3 separate regions of the Sus scrofa genome follow, and regions 1 and 3 are each linked to region 2. A link is a contact called in public Hi-C and HiChIP or PLAC-seq data. All regions are on one chromosome and are shown on one strand. The core of a region is the stretch at or near the end of the contact, and the rest is flanking DNA. Distances in the headings are between cores, read along the strand shown.

Region 1 (2,700 bases), core at 134-2,633, 150 kb after region 2:
AAGAGCCGTAAACCTGGATTTCCTTAGCAAGGTGCAGTTGCTTGCCTTGATATTTTAGTTGCTTCATTAATTTTTCCAGAAATTGTATCCCTATATGTTTATCTGTTTGATTTTCAAAGTAGCAAGGACATCCTTGGGAAATCACACTTAGGAATAGGTTAAATTCTTGCTGTGTCTAGGAATCACTCAGTTATCTACTCTTCCACAAAATCTGGACTTGCCTTTTCCCCAGCCTGAGTTGGACGGCCCTCTCTGTGGCTCTGGGACATTGTTTTTTAGTCTAGGAAGTGGGACAAGGCTAAGATTTCACTCCTCCCCATTTGGCAATGTCTGGAGACATTTGGGGTTCGCGCACTGGGTCTAGGGTAGTGCTGCTAGAACCTAGTGGGTAGAGGCCAGGGATACTGCTCAACATCCTACAATACAGAGGGCAGTCTCTTCAATCCCCAAAAAAGAATTATCAAACCCCAAAATCAGTAGTGCCAAGGCTGAGAAACTCTATTGTATGGTATCTTTGCCATAGCACTTCATAAAGACAACTGTAATTGTCAACTGATTGGCCTTCCCAGCTAGACTGTTAATACCATGAAGGCATGTGACAGGTATATCTTGTTGAGTGTTTGGAATATAGTTGACACAATAAGGATTAAAAGAATGTGGGAAGATACAACTAGATTCAAACTTAACAGCTCTGTGAGATCATGCTGCTTGTTATCAGCCAGTTGATAAACATTTCAATCAACAGTTAACAAATTTTTATTAAGCTCTCACTATATACTAGCAGTGTTTGAGGTACTGGGAGTACAACCATGAACAAGACGGAGTCTCTGCTCAATGAAATTTATTCTTTCAAAGGAAGACAAACAATAAGCAAGAAGCTGATTTCAGACAGTGATAAATATTTATGAAGAAAACTGTAATGCACTAGTGAACGATGGGGCAAATTCTAAGCAGGGTGAGCAGCTGACTTTTGAACTAATGAATGGAAAGCTCTAGGCTAGGGAGAAGAATGATCCAAGCAAAGACCCTGCGGCCAGAATAAAGCGGTCATTCCAATGAAGGCCAAGGGGAGAAGGCCGGATCACCAGTGCCATGGAAACGTTTGGATTTTATTCTACCTGAAATTGGAAGCCTGATGTATGTTGTTAAAAGATCACTCTGGCTTTTGGGGGAGCATTATGGAACATCTACATTCAGAGTTTAAAATACATTTCATAACATACTTCAGTCACCGTCTCGGCTACCTCTTGCCAAAGGGGAAACGTCCCATACTGACGAGGGGGCGCTGCAGGCGCGGGGTCCCCAGGCTCAGCACTCTGGTTCTTTAAGAGAAGGCGGTCGCTTCCGGGAGCGGCCGCGTCGCGCTGCGCCTGCCTCTCTATCTGCCCGTCTCTGTGGTAGTGGGTCCCGGGGCCCCGCCCCTGCCCGGCCGGCAGCCGGCTGTTCCGACTCCAACCCGAGCCGACCCTAGAGGGCCGGCTCCTGCGTGGGTCGGATCCCAGGTCATGGCGGTCTCTGGTCCTGCGCGCAGAGCTGGCGCCAGGTGAGCAGGCGACTGGGGAGGAAGGCCGGACCTCGGGGCGCCCTGCTCCGGGCTGTGTGGGGAAGGGGCACAGCTGCCTTGCGCCTTCTTAACTTGCTGTGATTTTAAAAAGAAAAAAAAAATCTTTTACTCAACGTTGTGTTTTTGAGATCATCCATGCTATAGTAATCTAGTTTCCACTTCCGAGTGCTGCGCCGTGCCAACCGAGTGCATTAGACCCTAGTGTTGCTATACATTCCCCTAGCGATGGACATTTAGTTTGCTTCCAGTTTTTAACCACCCCTGCCTCCTTTATGGATATATGGATGATTTCTTTGTATTATACACCCCTGGGGTGGGATGGCATGCCACACTTAATTTGTTCTTTGGAATGGTCACACCCAGCTTCCCACCAGCTTCCCAACAGCATTGCATAAGGGTTCCTGTTTCCCCTTAAGCACCGCCCCCCTCCGATCTTTTGGTATTGTTTGGTGTTCTAATGTTTATCCACCTGATCCGTTTAAGGTAGTATCCCATTGTGTTAATTCTCCTGAATCAAGCATTTCGGTTTTCTTTTTTTTTTTTTTTTTTTTTTTTTTTTTTTTGGCTTTTTGCCTTTTTCTAGGACTACTTCCGCGGCATATGGAGGTTCCCAGGCTAGAGGTTGGATCGGAGCTGTGGCCACCAGCCTACACCAGGGCCAAAGGGATTCGAGCCGCATCTGCAACCTGCACCACAGCTCACGGCAACGTGGGATCCTTAACCCACTGAGCAAGGGCAGGGATCGAACCCTCAACCTCATGGTTCCTAGTCGGATTCGTTAACCACTGCGCCATGACGGGAACTCCGGTTTTCCTTTATTTATATCTTTTTCCCCACTTTTCCATGGATTGTCTGTCTTCCTGAGGAAGGAATTTATTGTATGCTATAGATTTTATTACTTTGTTTTTCACTCTGCGAATACCTTCTCCAACTCTTCTCTTTTTTCTTTCTTTTTTTTTAATGGCCATGGTGGCATATGGAAGTTCCCAGGCTAGGGGTTGAATCAGAGCTGTAGCTGCCAGCCACAGCCACAGCAACCCCAGGTCCGAGCCGCATCTGGGACCTACACCACAGCGCATGGCAATGGCCAGATCCCTTAACCCACTGAGCAAGGCCAGAGATAGAACCCACATCCT
Region 2 (2,787 bases), core at 39-2,538:
GCACATCTTCTGTTTTCTGAAATACAGAGGAAGCTTTCCTATTACCTTTGACAGGTGCTGGTTTTCTCTGAGGCAAAAGGGTTCACTAGAATGACTCCTAGGAAGCGTGTAGAGATTTAGGGCCTGGAATCTAAACCAGTCTGACTCTCTACCAACTATGCTATGGACCTAGACAGGGCAGTTTTCCTCCTAGGACTTCGTTATTTTGAATCAAGACAATGAATCTTCACTGTACCCCCACTCTGTGAGAAGGGTGGTGTTCAGGACCCTCGGAAAAACCTCTTAAATTTGTAATAAAAGGAGTTCCCATCATGGCACAGCAGAAATGACTCCAACTAGGAACCATGAAGATGAGGGTTCGATCCCTGGCCTCGCTCAGTAGGTTAAGAATCTGGTGTTGCTGTGTGCTGTGGTGCCAAGGTCGCAGACAGGACTGGGATCCTGCGTTGCTGTGGCTGTGGTGTAGGCCAGCAGCTGCAGCTCTGATTCGACCCCTAGCCTGGGAACCTCCCTATGCAGCGGGTGCGGCCCTTTTTAAAAAGCAAAAATAATAATAATAAATAAATTTGGAATAAAAGAGCACCTTAAGCTGAAGGCACTTTTATCCCTCCCACACATTCTCTGAGAACCCACCCCTTTCTCCTTGCCTGTCGTCGGGGTTGATAACTGTATCCAGTGAAAATTTGTATTGGAATCCGGAGCATCCTCCTCCCTCCACCTCCAGTCTGAGGAATTCTGACCCTTCGGTGATTTCCAGAAGCCTCTGAAATGCAGGAAGGGAGGTCAAGAATTCCAGGCAAGGGAGAGAGACGGATAAGCCAAGGGAAAGTACCCCTACTCCCAGCCCTCGCCAGCCACGGGCGCCCCGTGTCCGGCCTCTTACCTGGACGCAGCTGTCGGTAAGGTGGATCTGCCCTTCGCCAGCTTCAGGGTTGGAGGACGACATTTCCCGAAGAGCCCAAGGTCCGCGAGAGGCCGCGAGGAGCCTGCTGAGCAAGGAAGGAGGGTGAGCCTGGGAGCAAAAGGCCGGTAACCTCTACCTGGACAGCCTCACGCCAAACCTGATGTCCCTCCACCTGGACAGCTTCACGCCAAACCTTCACCTCCTCCACGAGCCTTAGTTTCCCCTTAGTCTCGGGGGCGCAGAACCAAACACCCTTCCCAAATGACTTCCTAGGCTTGCTGGTACCTGCCCCTTTGCCAGGGGGTGACCGCTCTCAGAGCCGCAGCTGTTATGTATAAACCCCGAACGGCCGCCATTTTCCTCTACAAACCCCGCCTCTCGCACTGCCCCAATCCCCTTCTCGGCCTGGGCCTCGGGAGGCGGGACTCATAGAGGCCCCGCCTTTAGGCACACCTATTGGATGGTGCAGGAGGAGGAAGGATTTGATTGGTTAGAGATGCTCCCCTGCGGAAGCGGGGACACACCCACAAAGCCCCCGCGGAGCGCTGGAGGGAGGAGCAGGGAGGAACGCAGAGGGCTGCAGCTTCTCTTGCTGCGGAGCAGGCCAGATGGGCGGAGATAGGGAATGTCTGGGACCCTGTGTCTGGCTTCCTAGAGCCGGGGGCGGGGCGCAGGCGGACCTCGGTCCCAGTTGCTGGTCACGGGTCGCCTGACTGGGCTCCTCCCTCGGCCCGCCCCTGAAGGTTTATCTTGTGACCGCGGCAGCTGGCTTTCCTTCCGTGAGCTTGAAACCTCCTGAGCTGCGATGCATTTCTTGGCCGCTGCGTTCCTGCTCCTGACACTCAGCGCTTCTGCCCTGGCCGAGCCGGTGCATTTCAGGGACTGCGGTGAGCCCCGGGGCCAGTCCAAGGTTCCCACGCCCTCTGCGGGACCCCCGCCGGAACCTGATGCTAAGACCTCAGGCTGGGTTGGGTGGGTCCCGCGGGCGTCTAGACTCAGCCTCAGACTTCTCGTGAAGTGGGCTAAAATGAGTTGGGGTAGGGGACAAGGTAGTGGCCTCGATAAAACCCGACTACTCACAACGTTGTCTCTTTCCTTGGAAAGCGTGTTTGGGGCCCCAGGATATTCCTGGAGATGGGCCTATGCTGAAGTTTCCTAAAGTTTGTAGGGCAAACATCTGAAGGTTCTTATTCAGCGTAGTGGGTAAGGGATGCGGTTCAAAACTTTTTTCTTTATGTAAAAATACGTATTTATTTATGTATTTAAGATTTTGGATGACCTCTCCCTCCACACTCCCTTTGCTTTTTTAAATTTCCCTTTTGCTGAGAAGTCAAAAGTCAGTTCTCCTTTTCATTGTTGGTTCCATTAGGGATTTCCTTGGTCTGTGGAATTTTGTGATGCTGACGAGTTTGTTTCTCCCTCCTGTTTTTGAAACTCCTCTTTCTGGTCACAACTTGTGACAGTGACACATAACCCTCTCTGGCTGTTGTGGTTGGCATGTGTGCTGAAAAACACAACAGGCGAGTAGAAATTGTAAATTCCTTCAGTCAGGTCTATCAAATTAACTGTTCTTGCAGAACTTTTCTGAGGTAGAGAAGTGTAATGATAAAGAGGCATGGAACGGATTTTATAAAACTTGTGAGCTGGAGGGAACCTCGGCGATCCTGGAGTGAATCACCAAATTCCAGAAACGTTAGCTAACTTACCCAGTCACACAGCAGAATGACACCCAGAATAAATGTCCTCCTTTCTATCTAGTGCCCAGGTAATGCTGACTGCTCAATAAATATGCGCTGGAAAAGTGAATGAGACAATAAATACTCTTTCCACTATGTTATCCGAATTCATGTTGAGCCAAAAGCAAAGTTGGAGACTAGGGGACA
Region 3 (2,700 bases), core at 181-2,680, 200 kb before region 2:
ACTACTAATAAATATTATTAGTGGGGTAAATTTCCTTAAAATTACATAATAAATATAAAGGCTAAGAATACAATTTAATAACTCTAAAGGCTCTAATGAAAATTCCTTTCTTTTGAGGCTCTTAAACACAAGTCCAGTCCTTATTTAATAACTCTATCCATTCTTCACTGAAGCAGGCAAGCTGTTTAGATTCCCCTTATAATAGGGAATATCATTCTACTCTTCCATAGCCATTCTACTTTTTTCTTCCATAGCCATAAATCTTCTTTTTTTTTTTTTGGTCTTTTTTTGTCTTGTTGTTGTTGTTGTTGCTATTTCTTGGGCCGCTCCCGCAGCATACGGAGGTTCCCAGGCGAGGGGTCCAATCGGAGCTGTAGCCACCGGCCTACGCCAGAGCCACAGCAACGCGGGATCCGAGCCGCGTCTGCAACCTACACCACAGCTCACGGCAACGCCGGATCGTTAACCCACTGAGCAAGGGCAGGGACCGAACCCGCAACCTCATGGTTCCTAGTTGGATTCGTTAACCACTGCGCCACAACAGGAACTCCTTTTTTTTTTTTTTTTTTTTTGGTCTTTTTTTGTCTTGTTGTTGTTGTTGCTATCATAAATCTTCTTAGAAGATTTATAAAATGGAGACATCTAGGAGTCTTCCTATTTTTTCCTTCGAAAATACTTGAGTGTCAGGTGCTGGCTGCACAGGAAAACTGGTTTCTGACCTCACGGTCTTTCAACAATCATACGACATCTTTTTCCTTGGGAGTATACGTGCAACAGCAAGAACATAAGGATAATCCTACCACCTCACAGAATTGTTAGAAGGCTTAAATGTGACATGGCAGATACAGTATATAAAACCTGTCGCACAAATTGAACACTTAAAGAGATGCTGAATTCTCATCCCATTCACCACATACTTTATACTTTACTACTTTACGTTATATAAATCCAAGGCACAATAATATTAAAAATACACACAAATAACAACAAAAACTTTGACTACTTATCCCCTGGTGACGCCTATATCTCTGGGCAGTCTACGAACGCAGTTGATTCCAGACACTCACAGTCTCTGATCTCTGAGACTAAGCATTCGCTTCATGATAGCATACTTCCGTGTTTTCTTTTGCTTCCCCTTGAAAGAAAAATTTTAGCGTTAAAAGAGTTGAAAATACATTGCATCTTTGTGAATCCTTTTCTTTTGTCCACTCTCTTCTTCCCTCAAATACCCAGCTCCCCTTACTTACTCTACCTGCCCCAACCCAGCGCTCTCCCCTGTCGCTGGAGCATAAAAAAACACCATTCCGAGCAGTCTAAGATCAGAATGAAAATAAGCAAGAGAAATGTGGTGGAAATTTGACCAAGGACTACTCCCTCAATCTCCGTCCCAAACGTGGTCCGACGATTTCCCTTCTCTCACCATGTTCACGCCGCACTTTAGTTTCTTTTGGAATCACCTGCGGCGCGACAGTTTTGCGTCACCCAATACTGCTTCCGGCAAAGGATAGCCCGGAAGCGGAAGCCACTTTGGGGAACGGAAAAGCCCGAAGCCGGTTCCCAGCTGCGGCCGGGATTTGTATTGAAGTCTCTTGCGGAGAGGGTCGCGGGCTGGATATCTGCGGGTTCTGCCTCCACCTACCGGGGTGGCAGAGCTGGGACCTCGCCGTGCTGCACCCACCTGCTCCGGTAACGTTTCTCTCCTCTTATCACTCCAGCACAGGGCAGAGCCCAGAGGATTTGCCTGCACCAGAGTTCCAGAGAGAGGGAGGACAAGGGTAAGGGGGACGGAATTCTGGGTTGCCCAATAGTTTGGGGAAACCCATTATCCTTATCTTTCAGTGCTGGGGCCCCAGGTCTCTATCATGCTCCTCGGAGGCTCTAATATCTACTTGGTTCTCCCAGCCGTCATGATGCTTCGTGCAACCAGGTGGACAATTCTCATGCTTCTCGCCGAGTGAATACCGTGTATTCGTCCCTGTGAGGCGAGAGATGGTGTAGCATATGAAGGCCTTCTTTAGACACTCTCTGGAAAATTAAGGCGTAAACTTGAATGTGTTACTCGTTACCGAGCCAGGAAAACGTTGGGAAGTACTTAACACTTAGTGTGCAGCCTTGGTGTGTCATCCTTAATGGAAAAGGGAGAGTTTTTGAGAACAGGAAAGGGGAGATAGTCCGTTGAGTATCTGCTATGTAGTTGATGGTTCTTAACCTTTTGGAGCTCCAAGGACGATTATTTAATAAATGGGTACACATACATTTGTCTTACAGTTGTGAGACTCGTGGACTCTGAAGCCCATCTGTGGACCCTCTACATGTCTGTGGACTTCAAGAACCCCTATCTTGTGTACTGTATTTGGCACTTTAATTATATTACCTGCTTTGACTTTCACAATAACGCAAAACCCTGATTTTACAAATGGTGAGATTGAACCTCGGACTTTGTTCAGGAAAGTCTGTTTGATTCCAAAGCATGTACTTTTCTTATTGCGCAAAGCTGTCCTAGTATTTGAAATCCAAAAAGGCTGTGAGGTTGAAAAAAAAAAAAAAAAAGCTGACCATTGCACCATAATCCTTACCGTGAACCATAGTGTATTAACATGAACTTTGGAGTCTGACTGATGGGGTTAAAATCCTCTTCTGTCTCTTACTAGCCATTGGGTGATTTTATCTCTGCTTCAGTTCTTTATCTGTAAAATGGAG

The links. Hi-C and Micro-C count contacts between places; a contact is called where the count stands out from the background. HiChIP or PLAC-seq counts read pairs in DNA pulled down with a chosen protein or histone mark.
Region 1: a contact with region 2 is called in an H3K27ac HiChIP or PLAC-seq map of alveolar macrophages. The contact joins the promoter of ABCD4 here to the promoter of ISCA2 in region 2. A contact is called at or near these places in 3 of 5 promoter capture datasets (fetal liver and liver), 15 of 47 Hi-C or Micro-C datasets (alveolar macrophages, blood, brain and 11 more) and 2 of 2 datasets of contacts at active chromatin or transcription factors (alveolar macrophages and skeletal muscle).
Region 3: a Hi-C map of embryonic fibroblasts shows a contact between it and region 2, with 2.8 times the contacts expected there. The contact joins the promoter of FCF1 here to the promoter of ISCA2 in region 2. A contact is called at or near these places in 2 of 47 Hi-C or Micro-C datasets (embryonic fibroblasts and heart right ventricle).

What each region holds. Positions count from the first base shown.
Region 1 is chr7:97,584,376-97,587,075 of Sscrofa11.1, reverse strand. ABCD4 (ATP-binding cassette sub-family D member 4) reads left to right here and starts at 1,383. Exons shown (of 20, transcript XM_001929196.5): 1 at 1,383-1,543. The coding sequence starts at 1,506.
Region 2 is chr7:97,738,980-97,741,766 of Sscrofa11.1, reverse strand. It overlaps ISCA2 (iron-sulfur cluster assembly 2 homolog, mitochondrial), which reads right to left and starts at 1,288. Exons shown (of 4, transcript XM_003482288.4): 1 at 1,190-1,288; 2 at 884-986; 3 at 648-763. The coding sequence starts at 1,260. NPC2 (NPC intracellular cholesterol transporter 2) reads left to right here and starts at 1,680. Exons shown (of 4, transcript NM_214206.1): 1 at 1,680-1,791. The coding sequence starts at 1,710.
Region 3 is chr7:97,939,723-97,942,422 of Sscrofa11.1, reverse strand. FCF1 (rRNA-processing protein FCF1 homolog) reads right to left here and starts at 1,430. Exons shown (of 8, transcript XM_013989168.2): 1 at 1,362-1,430; 2 at 1,068-1,135. The coding sequence starts at 1,102. It overlaps AREL1 (apoptosis-resistant E3 ubiquitin protein ligase 1), which reads left to right and starts at 1,491. Exons shown (of 20, transcript XM_005656411.3): 1 at 1,491-1,686.